3 separate regions of the Gossypium hirsutum genome follow, and all the other regions are linked to region 1. Evidence: chromatin contacts called from public Hi-C data. All regions are on one chromosome and are shown on one strand. Each heading gives the region's core, a stretch centred on a gene start, on an enhancer-like site or on the middle of the called end of the contact. The rest is flanking DNA. Distances are from core to core; before and after follow the strand shown. Region 1 has its middle 15 kb from the start of LOC121231824. Region 2 holds the start of LOC107955366 (transmembrane 9 superfamily member 12). Region 3 holds the start of LOC121231825 (calmodulin-like protein 3).

The links. A called contact is a pair of places that touch in the nucleus more often than the background predicts.
Region 2: a Hi-C map of leaf shows a contact between it and region 1, with 4 times the contacts expected there. The contact joins the promoter of LOC107955366 here to the enhancer-like site in region 1. A contact is called at or near these places in 2 of 34 Hi-C or Micro-C datasets (both in leaf).
Region 3: a Hi-C map of leaf shows a contact between it and region 1, with 2.3 times the contacts expected there. The contact joins the promoter of LOC121231825 here to the enhancer-like site in region 1. A contact is called at or near these places in 2 of 34 Hi-C or Micro-C datasets (hypocotyl and leaf).

The regions. Positions count from the first base shown.
Region 1 is chrA07:92,760,132-92,764,260 of Gossypium_hirsutum_v2.1, reverse strand. No RefSeq gene overlaps it. Among protein-coding and RNA genes, the nearest start is that of LOC121231824, 15 kb to the left of the region's middle. Within about 2 kb of position 1,885, at least 3 of the 9 cell types and tissues checked have an H3K27ac peak or open chromatin away from gene starts, as enhancers often do. A contact at or near this core is called in hypocotyl and leaf, where this site is marked.
Region 2 is chrA07:92,569,766-92,573,894 of Gossypium_hirsutum_v2.1, reverse strand. LOC107955366 (transmembrane 9 superfamily member 12) reads left to right here and starts at 2,132. Exons shown (of 2, transcript XM_016891135.2): 1 at 2,132-2,422; 2 at 2,767-4,129. The coding sequence starts at 2,844. LOC107955368 reads right to left here and starts at 505. Exons shown (of 6, transcript XM_016891140.2): 1 at 221-505; 2 at 1-84. The coding sequence starts at 316.
Region 3 is chrA07:92,951,535-92,955,663 of Gossypium_hirsutum_v2.1, reverse strand. LOC121231825 (calmodulin-like protein 3) reads left to right here and starts at 2,009. Exons shown (of 1, transcript XM_041116640.1): 1 at 2,009-3,191. The coding sequence starts at 2,587. The coding sequence ends at 3,045. It overlaps LOC107954976 (protein FAR1-RELATED SEQUENCE 5), which reads right to left. Exons shown (of 3, transcript XM_016890669.2): 3 at 3,114-3,609. The coding sequence ends at 3,388.

The DNA.
Region 1 (4,129 bases), core at 636-3,135:
TCAAATTTATTTTTTAAAATTAAAAAATATATTTTTTAGGATTTCTTATTAAAAATATAAAAAAATTATAAAAAAAAAACATTTTGTTTTTATATACTTTTAAAAGTAAGGACTAAGTTGACAAAAATTGTAATTGTTGAGGACCTGTTATACCACCTCCGCTGGCAACTACATGTGTCACCATTGTCCGAACCTCACACTGAGTGGACCTCCAACATCGAATTACCTCGATTAGACCCATGTCTAATGAACCTAGACTATCATTGTTATGAATGCATAGAACATTGCGCCCATTGATTGCTAAGTCATCCTAATGTGTCACATCATTGACCAATAAGATCACATCGTCTTCTCTGCAAAAAGACAAGATATGACTTTCCCTCCATTGAGAACTCAATACATGGCGCGCCCTCCTTTTCATGTATATAAACCCTCACACATACAGAGAATACAAAAAAAAGGACCATAACCATCTCATTTTTCCTTCTTCCTCCTAGCCATTCTCACCACCATTCTAGCCATCAAGGTACAACGGCTTTCTGCCCTACCAGGGTGAACTGTCACATTTCCTTCTTCTCCTTGTTGATTCTTACTATCAATAAGGCTAAAAAAGTTAATTTAGCTTCTTCATATCTATAAAATGGGATGAAAGAATCAAGATTTTAAATAAAAAAGTAAAAAGACTCAATGTTTCAAAATTAAATTATAGAAACTAAATTTTAAATTTTAAAAGATTACAACATATTTAAACCTTTTTGAATCTATCAATTTCAAATCCCTATGCTTAAAAATAGAATAAATTCATACATAGATAAATAAAATTCAAATATGTTGTGATTAGGGTTAAGTGGTGCCCACAACTTGAAAAAAATCTACAATAAAAGAATGGTTTTAGATCTTGTAAAAATAATAAAATAAATATAAATAAAAGGGAAAATTAAATGTAATTAACAGTAATCCGAAATAATAAAGAATAAATCAATACATTAAGATTTCTAGCCTCAGGTATGATGTCAGCTTTGGTATCAAAATTGATTACAAATTCTAAATGTTTCTTTACTCAAAAATAAGATGGTTAGAGCGATGATAGGACGGATTCAAACCACCAATCTTTTCTTAATTTGTAAATTAATTACAAAAATAGCTCCACCATTAACTCTTGTCAGTCGAATAACTCTAAGTGACTGCTCCTAAAATTTAATTCACCACTACCCTTATGGATAAAGACTTGACTCTAATTAATCAAATTTAATGTACAATTCATTTAAATTAGATCACTTATTCTTACAATATAATTTGTTCTATTTATTAAAATAAAGAGATAATTGTGGATCTAAATATACTATTTATTTATTTATTATCTTAAAAAAAAAACAAGAGATCCTTCTTAAAATGGTATTAAAAAACAATAATAAAATACGGTCCTACCATTTTCATAAAACATAAAATGATCAAATATCAATGAAACACTTTAAATCTCACAGTTCTAATAAAACCTAGTTTCTATTTACCCTTGGTTAGAAAATAAAATAAAACTAGCTACTCATAACTAAGATAATGTCGAAAATATTATTAAACAATAAAAAAATTACTGAAAATTACCTCAATAAGATTTATCTTGACTTCTCTTCTATAAAAATAATACAAAATAATCTTAAATTAACTAAATCACCTAATATAAAAAAAATATCCTTTAAAGGAAATTTTCTAATACAAAATATCTACTAATCTTATGGTAGTTAACTTTGATAATAATAAAAAATGTATCCTTTTTCACTTCCCAAATTTCATCAAGTGCGCCAATGAAATATAGTGCTGTACCGGGCAATTGAGTCCAATCCCATAACTCTATGCAGCTCAAAACCAAGCCCAGCAAGTTATGAGCCAATTTAGACTCCACTTGGTAAATGAGTCCTATCCAAACCACCCTATCATCCAATCTAGTAATGGCTATAGCCACCTTCATGATTCCATTTAGCTCCTCTTTTAGAGACTCGGCCCAAAGTTTCCTCTCATCCAATTAAAAAAAATGTTATAAACTTATAAAATTTGATTCAATCAATTCATATCCTATCACAAGTTAATGAAATATTTATCTTGTTCTAGATTAATGAACCTATCGATTTTTTATTCAACCAATCGATCTGATTTAATTTTAAAAACACTAATTCTGATTGTATTTAGCTTTGTCTTCTTGGATAAATTCAGAAACCTTTGCATTTAACAACAAAGTCCCGCTTCTAGAGAATGGACTATGGTGATTAAGGATGTGCATGATTCAGTTAAAACTAAATTAATCAACCAAATTAAATTAGTTTGATTAATCAGTTTGTCACTGAAATTAATTAGATAAAAAATAGGGCTAAAGTTTTGTGAAAGTTTGGCTATCTATTACTTCCATTCAAAAACAAGAAATTAACTTAAATTTAATATATATAAGCCCAGAATATTGTATAAGCCCAATATATATCATATATCCATAAGCCCGTGTATATAAACAAGATGGACGTATAACTATTGATATAATGGATTAAAGAAAAATATATTTTGAAAAATAAAAAGGTAAATTACACTCAAAGTCACTAAACTATTAGTAAGTTTATATTTTGATCATTCAACTTCAAAAATTTATAAAATGATCACTAAACTATTCTAAAATTTTTATTTAAGTCATTGAATTGTCAAAATCATTAATATATGGCCTTCTATGTTTGTATCACCTGCACCAATCAAAAGCTCCCATTCTCCTTCTTTTCTATAATTCATTTTTTTTATGAAACAACTTTCAACATCACAAATTTACAAACTAAAATCCAAACAACTTTCTTCTTTGATCTTTAACACTAACTGTCAGATCGACTTGGATCTAAGATATGTTCTTCTACTCATCGATAGGTACTGATTCACTGTACTGATCATCGAACTATTGCTTGGAGTCCGCCAGCCAGACTATTTTTCAAAAAAACTTAATAGATTAGTGACTTAAATAAAAACTTTTAAATAGTTCGGTCACTTAAGTGAAAAGCTTTGAATAATTTAGTGATCATTTTGTAACTTTTTGAAGTTGAGTGACCTAAATATAAACATACTAATAATTTAGTGATATTAAATGTAGCTTACCCAAAATAAAATTAAAATAGAAACCAAACCAAACGAAAAAAAAAAACTAAAATTCTAGAACCTACACCCGTTTTGTTTTTGTACGTAATGATTTTTTTTTTCATTTTGTGTGTTCATTTTGTTATTAATTGTTTTTCTCTTCTTCGTTTTTTAACTTATTTGAGCTAAAAGAAAAGAAAAAGAATATTGTCATTGTATTTTTTTTTGGGTTATGTTTTAAATTTGTTTGAACTAAAAAGAAAAAAAAATTAATTAATTGATTGAATTAGTCGAAATTAATTCGATTCGATTAATAAATTTTGAAAAAGAAATCAGTTCAAAAAATAATTAAAAGATTTTAATATCTTAATTAATTTAAATAATGATAATTTAATTTAAATAATGTCCCAACTTATTGTTTGAACACCTCTTAAGAAAACATTCCATATACTAATGATGCACATTATCAGTTCTCAAATTAAAATCCAATATAATTTGTTTCAGAGCTGTATATACAATATTCCACACATGGGACAAATTGTCAACATTTCTACCCTAGAGGATATTACCATTGGAGAAATACTTTGCGTGTAGAACTTTGAAGCATAAAGTATAAGAGTAATGCAAAAGTGGCCACATTTGTGTTCCCAAAAGAGCAAGCAAGACCAAAGCTAAATATCTCAGAAACCCATACCTTCAGGGAATTGAATAGCCCTCCCTACCTTCTTTTTTTTTGGAACCATGATGAAAGTAATATAGAAGTCATGTACAAGTCCTGCTTATTCTATTAAAAATTAGGTAAGTTAAACTTTGTATCTTAAATAATTGGTCTTTTATGTTAAAATTTTTATTTATTTATACTGTTACAAATAGTTAATTGGTATAATAATTAGACAGTGACACGCGACATGCCTTGCATACTTCATGCTAACATATATGGACTAATTTTTAATAGTAAAAATAAATTATATTTTTAATAAAAGGACTAGTTTATTCATTGATCTAACATATAGGGACAAATTTATCCTCT
Region 2 (4,129 bases), core at 883-3,382, 190 kb after region 1:
GAAAGATTGGGCAGCAGGCAACCTCATTTTCCAAAGCAAACGAGTGCGGTCTTCTCGTACCCTTTTGTAACAATTTTCTCTCAACTACACTTCATCATCCACAATTTAAATAATATTCATCCAATTTCAAATTTTCAACAGATAAAAGAAAGGTAAAATGATAAAACCTAAAACCCAAAAATGAAAAACCCATAATTAATACTTAGAGAGGGAGACGAACCTTGTGTTTCCATAAGGAGTAATTGTTGAAACGGGGATGAGTTTTGAGGGAAGGTCGTTGGATTATTGGGCAAGTATCTTCCATCTTTGGTTCCATGTTTCAGGAGCTATCTCCAAACTCGAAAAAGCCCAGCTGAATTGGTGGAGCAGAGAGAGAAGACCGTGAATCGTTGCGAAGAAGCAAGTCGCAGGTTGGTTGTTGATGTAGAAGATGAAAGAATTCCATTTTATTCCACATAATAAATTGTGCAATTGGTGCCTTGGTGGGGGTGGCTTTGGGTCTACCCCTGAGTTGGCCCAAAATTAATCCTACAGCCTAAAAGGCCTAAAGGTCCCCATATCCACCCATGATTTTGTTAATATGCTGAATGAAATATCTATTCATTTTTAAAAAACACTTCCTGTACTTGTTTTTGTTTAAATCAAAATTAAAATCAAAATTTATACACTTGTGAGTTTTTGTTTGTCTTTTTTTAGAAAGCATCTCAACATGGGTGCAATCAATTATAGTTTTTCAAAGTTTTTTCCGTTTGACACTTCATGCACATATCCACTGCAATCATTCTTATGGCAGAAAAGTTTAGCTAAGCTTAAGATGCTTGTTTATATTTATTATTCTCTTCAAAATATTATTTTTCTGAGAAATTATTTCAAAGCATTCATTTGTTTTAGTTTTTGATTTAAAATTTATTTCGAGGCATAAAATTAAAATAGTAGTTCAAATGAGTAATATCCAAAAGTCCCTAAATACTAAAGAGAGAATGATAAGAGTTTACAAACATCGCTGATTGGTGGAGTAAATTGTAGCTGTTAATACAAAAAAAAATCAATTTTTTAGATTTTTGAAAATTTATGTAGTTTTTTTATATTTTAGAATTTTACTTTTTTGAAATTTTATATAAATATATTTTTTTTAAAATAATATTTTTATAGTTTTAAAAAATAAATTGTGAATGTTTAGATTTTTAAGAATTTTTTATATTCTTATATATTTTTTGGGATTTGTTTTGATTTTATTTCTTAAAAGAATCTTAAAATATTAAATTGATATTTTAGTTATAATTTAAGTAATTTAGATATTAAATTCGTAAGTATCATTAATAATTGGGTAACTAATGATATATTTGGGGAATAATGACTACTTTATTTATTAGCAAGTCATCAGAGGTGACTTAAATGATGAATTTTAAATAGTTATAATCTTTCCATAATAAAATGATTAAAATATAAATTTATTAATAGTTAAATGATCATAGATGGAATTTATCTCAAAATTTGATAGAAACAAAATCTCACCTCCGTTAAAATTCAACCCAGCGGATCTAGCCGAATTAAGATGGGAGCGGTGAAAATATATATATATTTGGTTTAAATGTTGTTCTTAGTCCCTATACTTTGTAAAAATTATGAATTTAGTTTTTATATTTTAATTTGATCAATTGTAGTCCTCTATCTTTTCAAGTTGATCAATTTTAATCCCGTACTTTTTGGCTTTTGAAATTTTAGTCCTAGCAGTTAAATCCGTTTGAGTAAGTTAAATTACTAGTCTTCTACTATGCGTATAATCATAGGTACAGCCCATATTCTCCAACTGGATCATTCTAAATCCCTATAGTTTTCAACTCTTGAAGTTTCAATTTTTACACAAATAACAGTTGATAATCCATTGACTGAATATTTGATGAGTAATATGTAAAAAAAACAAACTGATATGACATTACACACATGATAATAAATTTGTCACATTAGATTTTATAAACAATAGAATTTAACTTTATGAATCTATTAGCTATAGTTTGGTGATAATTGAATTTTTAAAATTCAAAAAATACAGGACTAAATCTATAACTTTTTGTAAAATACAGAGACTAAAAACAGAATTTAACCTATTAAGTTTTGGAGGCCGCCCCACACAAGAGTTCTGTCAATTCTTATTTCATAATTTATAAATTCAAGATTTATTAAAACTTCCCATGTTGGTAGATTTGTGACCCATATTTTATTATAATTTTATAAATTACCCATTCTCCTCCGTTTTGCTCTCTTCAATATATTCGCTTCATTCCTACTAGCTTTAAAGTTAAACCACTGAAACAAAGTGGAAAAAAATATATATCAAAGAGAAGCAGAAGCTTCGTTCTTACGCGTTTTCTGTTCCCAAAGAGCCGAATCACTTTCAACTGGAACCCTAGACCTGTCTCAGGTTCTTTATCCTATTCTTGTCTCTCTGCCTTTTACTTAAATGGGTTTTTGGTTCTAGATCTAATCTTATAATCCTTCTTTTGTTCAGTACTTTGATCTGTTTTGTGATTTTTTTTATTGATATGAACGTTTAATACTTTTCGTTGTTTAAGGAAAAAAATGATGCTTTTTGCATTTTGGTATATGGATCTACTGCTTTCAAAGCTAATGCAATGAAATTGTTTTTTTTTTTTAAATTTTTTGGTACTTAGGAATCTCAGTATCGTTTTAATGCTTTTGTTGCGCTAGTTAATGTTGAGTTAAATTTGCGTGGAAACTGATTGTTGAAAACCTGTTTGTCTGTAGATTTTTCCTCCTTATACTGAATGCTCAGTCTATAGTAGCTTAGATTCGAACCGTATATTGCAAGATCTGCTATTATCATGGCTTTCTCGGAAAGGAAGATGCCCGGAATCTGCTCGGTTTTTCTGTTAGTGGTTCTATTTGCCCATTCTTGTCATGGGTTTTATCTGCCTGGAAGTTACATGCACACGTATTCAACTTCGGATACGATAGTTGCCAAAGTTAATTCATTGACTTCCATTGAAACCGAGCTTCCCTTTAGTTATTACAGTCTCCCTTATTGCGAACCTCTCGGTGGAATAAAGAAAAGTGCCGAGAATCTAGGTGAGCTTCTCATGGGAGATCAGATTGATAACTCCCCTTATCGGTTTAAAATGAATGTGAACGAGTCCCTCTATGTTTGTACTACCAGCCCCTTGAATGAGCATGAAGTTAAGCTTTTGAAACAGAGGACTCGTGATTTATATCAAGTGAATATGATTCTAGACAATTTGCCGGTTATGAGGATTGCAAAACAAAATGGGGTTAGTATTCAGTGGACTGGATTCCCAGTTGGGTTTACTCCACCAAATAGTAATGATGATTACATTATCAATCATCTCAAGTTCAAGGTCTTGGTTCATGAGTATGAGGGAAGTGGTGTGCAGATAATTGGAACTGGGGAAGAAGGGATGGGTGTCATCTCCGAAGCTGATAAGAAGAAGGCATCTGGTTATGAGATTGTTGGTTTTGAAGTGACTCCATGCAGTGTTAAGTACGATCCAGAAGTCATGACTAAGCTTCACATGTATGATAGTATCTCTCCTGTGAACTGCCCCTTGGAGCTAGACAAGTCACAGATAATAAGGGAACGAGAGAGGATCTCTTTTACTTATGAGGTTGAATTTGTTAAAAGTGATATTAGATGGCCGTCTCGGTGGGATACTTACTTGAAGATGGAAGGAGCACGTGTGCACTGGTTTTCAATTCTAAATTCATTGATGGTGATCACTTTCTTAGCTGGTATTGTGTTTGTCATATTCTTAAGGACTGTGAGGAGGGATTTGACAAGGTATGAGGAATTGGACAAAGAAGCTCAAGCACAAATGAATGAGGAGCTTTCTGGATGGAAGCTTGTTGTTGGTGATGTTTTTAGGGAACCAGATTGTGCGAAGCTTCTCTGTGTGATGATTGGAGATGGAGTTCAGATTACAGGAATGGCAGCAGTCACTATAGTTTTTGCTGCTTTTGGTTTCATGTCACCTGCCTCACGAGGAATGCTACTGACAGGGATGATTATTCTTTATCTTTTCTTGGGTATTGCTGCTGGGTATGCTGCTGTACGACTCTGGAGAACTCTCAAGGGAACTTCGGAAGGATGGAGGTC
Region 3 (4,129 bases), core at 760-3,259, 190 kb before region 1:
TTGACTCTTTTTAGAAAATTTAAAGATTAAATTTAACTCAAAAAAAGAATAATAACCAAATTAATGAAAAATGCAAACATTGATGACTAAATTAAGAAATTTGGGCCAAATGAAAAAACACATTAATAATATATATTCAAACAAAATTTGGTAGTGGCCCAAATTAATGCAAAAGGCCATTTTACTTGGGCCAGCCTTTTCAATCTAAACTAAATTAGGAAATTTGGGCCTCTGGTTATTTCAAGAAAACTCCGACCACCAAAACCTCATGAATAAAATTTGAACCCTAGCCCTAATTTTCAATTCCTTATATATAGCATCCTACCTCCTCATCTTTCATCCTGTTCTCGGTAGCGTCCCTCCCTTTGCCGTTTTGTGCGTGTGTTTTCATATTGAAGGAATGATAAAGCAAGTCAGCTTCTTGATTGGGTGTAGATGGAGGCGACCCACTCAATCAAATAATTGAAATTTCTTGCGATATCTAAATTCTCAGCCAGTATCACTCGCCTGAATCTGATATATTTTCCCTGATTTTTCAGGCCCTTTTACTACTGGTATATTCACCTTTATATTTTTTTCAAAAATGGAGAAAAAAAATCAATGCAAACGCACTCTGTCCCAAAACCGTCGTAAAGACGAATTTATTTTGAGGCAATTTCTTCGTTTGCTATATCATCAAATTCCATTTGATTTCCGACTTACTCGCCCAATTTGATCCCTTTTTAACTGATCTTATTGGGCACATGGTTGGAATACATTTCTCTCTCTTTTTCCCTTGCGTTATTTAAACATGAACAGCTGTTTTCATTTCTAAAAGCCTAGTAGTGAGATCTGGTAAGCGTGATTGTTCATAACCTGTAACATAATAGCGTGTAAATTATGAGAATCAAGTACCCTTGATGAGCACGATTTAGTTGATATACACCATAAAAACTTGTTTTTCTAATAGACTCTAGATTTGAATCTTTATTTTAGATTAGCAGTATCATTGTTTGTTAGCTACGTCTGATCGGGTCATAGAAATTTTGGGTTGGAAGGATAGCGATGGGTTGTTCAAAGTGCCGTAATTTGGGGCTCTTTCCTTATCAATATGGATTGTAAACATTACTCCGGAAATATCCAGACAAGGTAATAATCAAATTGAAATTAAAACATTGGGTAGAAGAGAAGAGGCATGGGAGGAAGCAGCAGAAGAATTGTGATATAAAGATGGATCTTTACATGATGTATGGAAAACCCAAAGCATTAGAAGGAATGGGATTTAGGGCGGATTTGGATGGGTGCTTGGGGTGGTGTGTTTACATTACAGTGTTGCTACTTAAGTATCTAATTTTGTTGTTATGTTTTTATACTAATTTACATATTTAAACTCATCTTTAGAACCGATTATGGTCAAATTCAATTAGTGAAATTAAATGGGTGAGAACTGGAAATCATATTGCTAACAATCTGCTCTTTTTCTTTTTCCGCTTTCTGATCTCTAAATTAAATAGAACTAGCAAAAAATGATGGATGAATATGATGTATTTTTATTTTTATTTTTGTTAATATTAATTATTCTCTTTTCAGTTTTAATTAATATTTTTATTTTCAAGAAAAAAATGTTGTAATAGATATTTTAAATATGATTGTTCTTAAATTAAACTAATTGTAAAAAAAAAAGAGGTTAAAAAGTAAGGTAAAAGGATGTATTACACAAAGCTAGAATAAAATCAATTTAATTTGAATCGGATTTGAATAAAATATTTAATTCATTCTAGAAATATTGAAATTAATTAATGTATAATATTTAGATTAATTTGTGAATAAAATAAAATAACAGTACTAAATATATTACAATTATTTATTGTGATGTTATCATTAATTGTGAGTTAGTGTCAAGTTGATATGTGACATTAACTTAATAAATAATATTATTAATATATACAATTAATGGTGATAGTAAATTATGTATATTAAAATAAAAATTTATAAAATATATTAAAATGAAATTTTGGTTAAATGGTAAGTTTTAAGATTTTATCAACCTAATTGGTGTGGGTTTAAATCTATATTTTTACCATTATTTTTAAATAAAAAGATTATTAATATAACTCAATGAAGTATATAGATTTTATGTAAGGTGATTGAAAACATTATGTGTAAGTAGAACCTCAATCCATTCAATGTTACCTTGGTTGGCAATGACATCATGGCAAGTCTCCAAGTGTTCAGCATTTTTGCCTCCATTTATTAACGGTCCAATTCTTGAACTAATCTAAAATGACCGAACAGATGCCTAATTTTAGCCCAATTCTATCACTTTTTTTTTTAAACTTAAAAAGCTTTTCACATCCACAAAAGGAAAACCTCTCACCTTGTTATTTATTAACAACTGATTTCGTTAGGCTTGTTTTAGTGTGCATCCTTTACATCCCTCTCTTCTTTCTTCACAATTGTAAACAACAATCAACACTAATTCTCCATTGATTTTCCTTGTTAATTACCTTTCCCATCTCTCTCAATAGTCCAATTTTCATCTCTCTTATCATTTTTGCTCTAAGGTGGTGTATTTTGGTTTGGGTTTAGTTTTGTTTGATAAAAGAAATGGATCTAGTTGAGCTTCGCAAGGTGTTCCAAATGTTTGATAAGAATGGAGATGGCAAGATCACAAAGAAAGAGCTTAGCGATTCACTCGAGGAGTTCAGTATTTTTCTTTCCGATAAAGAAATAAACCAAATCATTGATAACATTGATGTGAACGGAGATGGTTCTGTAGATATCGATGAATTTGGTGAATTGTATCAAATGATGGTGAATGAGAGGAACGAAGAAGAAGAAATGATGGAAGCATTTAATGTCTTCGATCAAAACGGAGATGGATTCATCACATTTGAGGAGTTGAGGTCGGTTCTATCATCATTAGGGTTGAAGCAGGGAAGAACTATTGAGGATTGCAAGAATATGATAACAAAAGTAGATGCAGATGGAGATGGTAGGGTTAATTTCGAGGAGTTCCAGCAGATGATGAAAGGTGGTAGCTTTGCTGCCTTAAGTTCAAGTTAATAGTCAAAATACATATATATATGTCTGTGTGCATATATGTACGCATAGAAAATATTAAGAGATGTTGGTTTGACATTAATGTATCTAATTTCTAATCATACAACTAAATTGTTCAAAATTACAAAACTATTTCTATTTTCCACCTTTTTACTAGCAAAATCAATCCACAAGAGAATCATGAAGCTCCAATTTCATCTAACAAGATGCTTTTTAGTTTGATTGCACAATGTCAAATGTTAAGCATCTTGACTAAAACAAAATGATCCTAAAGAATTTTGTACATGATTAAAAGCTTCCAAGAAACCAAATATACAAATCTAATCATAGCATTAATTGGTCAAGTTAAATACCAAGGCTACCTGCGCTACGGTGCGTAAATCTCTGCCTTTGAGCTTCGAGTTTCCTAACATTGTCTACTATAACTTCAATCTTTGAAGATAGTTCTTCTGTTTGCTTCTCAACGTTGTTAATGAACGCAAACAACTTTTCTCGATAAGCTGAACATAATTGCTCTTGATGCGCTAACTCCATCGTGAGTTCTTCAATTTTCTTGTCCTTATCACCCTAAAAACTCAAAAAAAAAGCCAATCATTGCCAGCAGCAGCAGTGAATAACGGAGGAATGTTATACTGTTATGCAAGTATATAGATATTTAACAACCACAAGCAAATAATTACATTCGGCTAACAAGAGAAGAAAAGAAAAGGTCCCTACTCTTACAATCAAAGAATCATCCTTCACCTTATCAGAGAAGAACACCTAAGTTCCCAAAGAAAGCTTATAATGTGACTCTGCAGAAAGCGTGTTAATGATACACTCAGCGCACTTATACTCTTCCTGAAGCTAGTTCAACAAGAAGCAGCGTATTGCATGACATCAAATATCCTAGTCCAATACATAGGAGAATTTATTTTCATTTATACACATCTATAAATTAGAAAGCTTCCAGGGGCATTTTCAGTGATGACCAATTCAAAGGAACAAAAGCAGAAGTTGTAACACCAAAATTATCATCTATCCCCAGCTTTAACCAATGGGGTCCGCAGCATTGATACTTCATATATTATAAAACAAGCTTTACGCA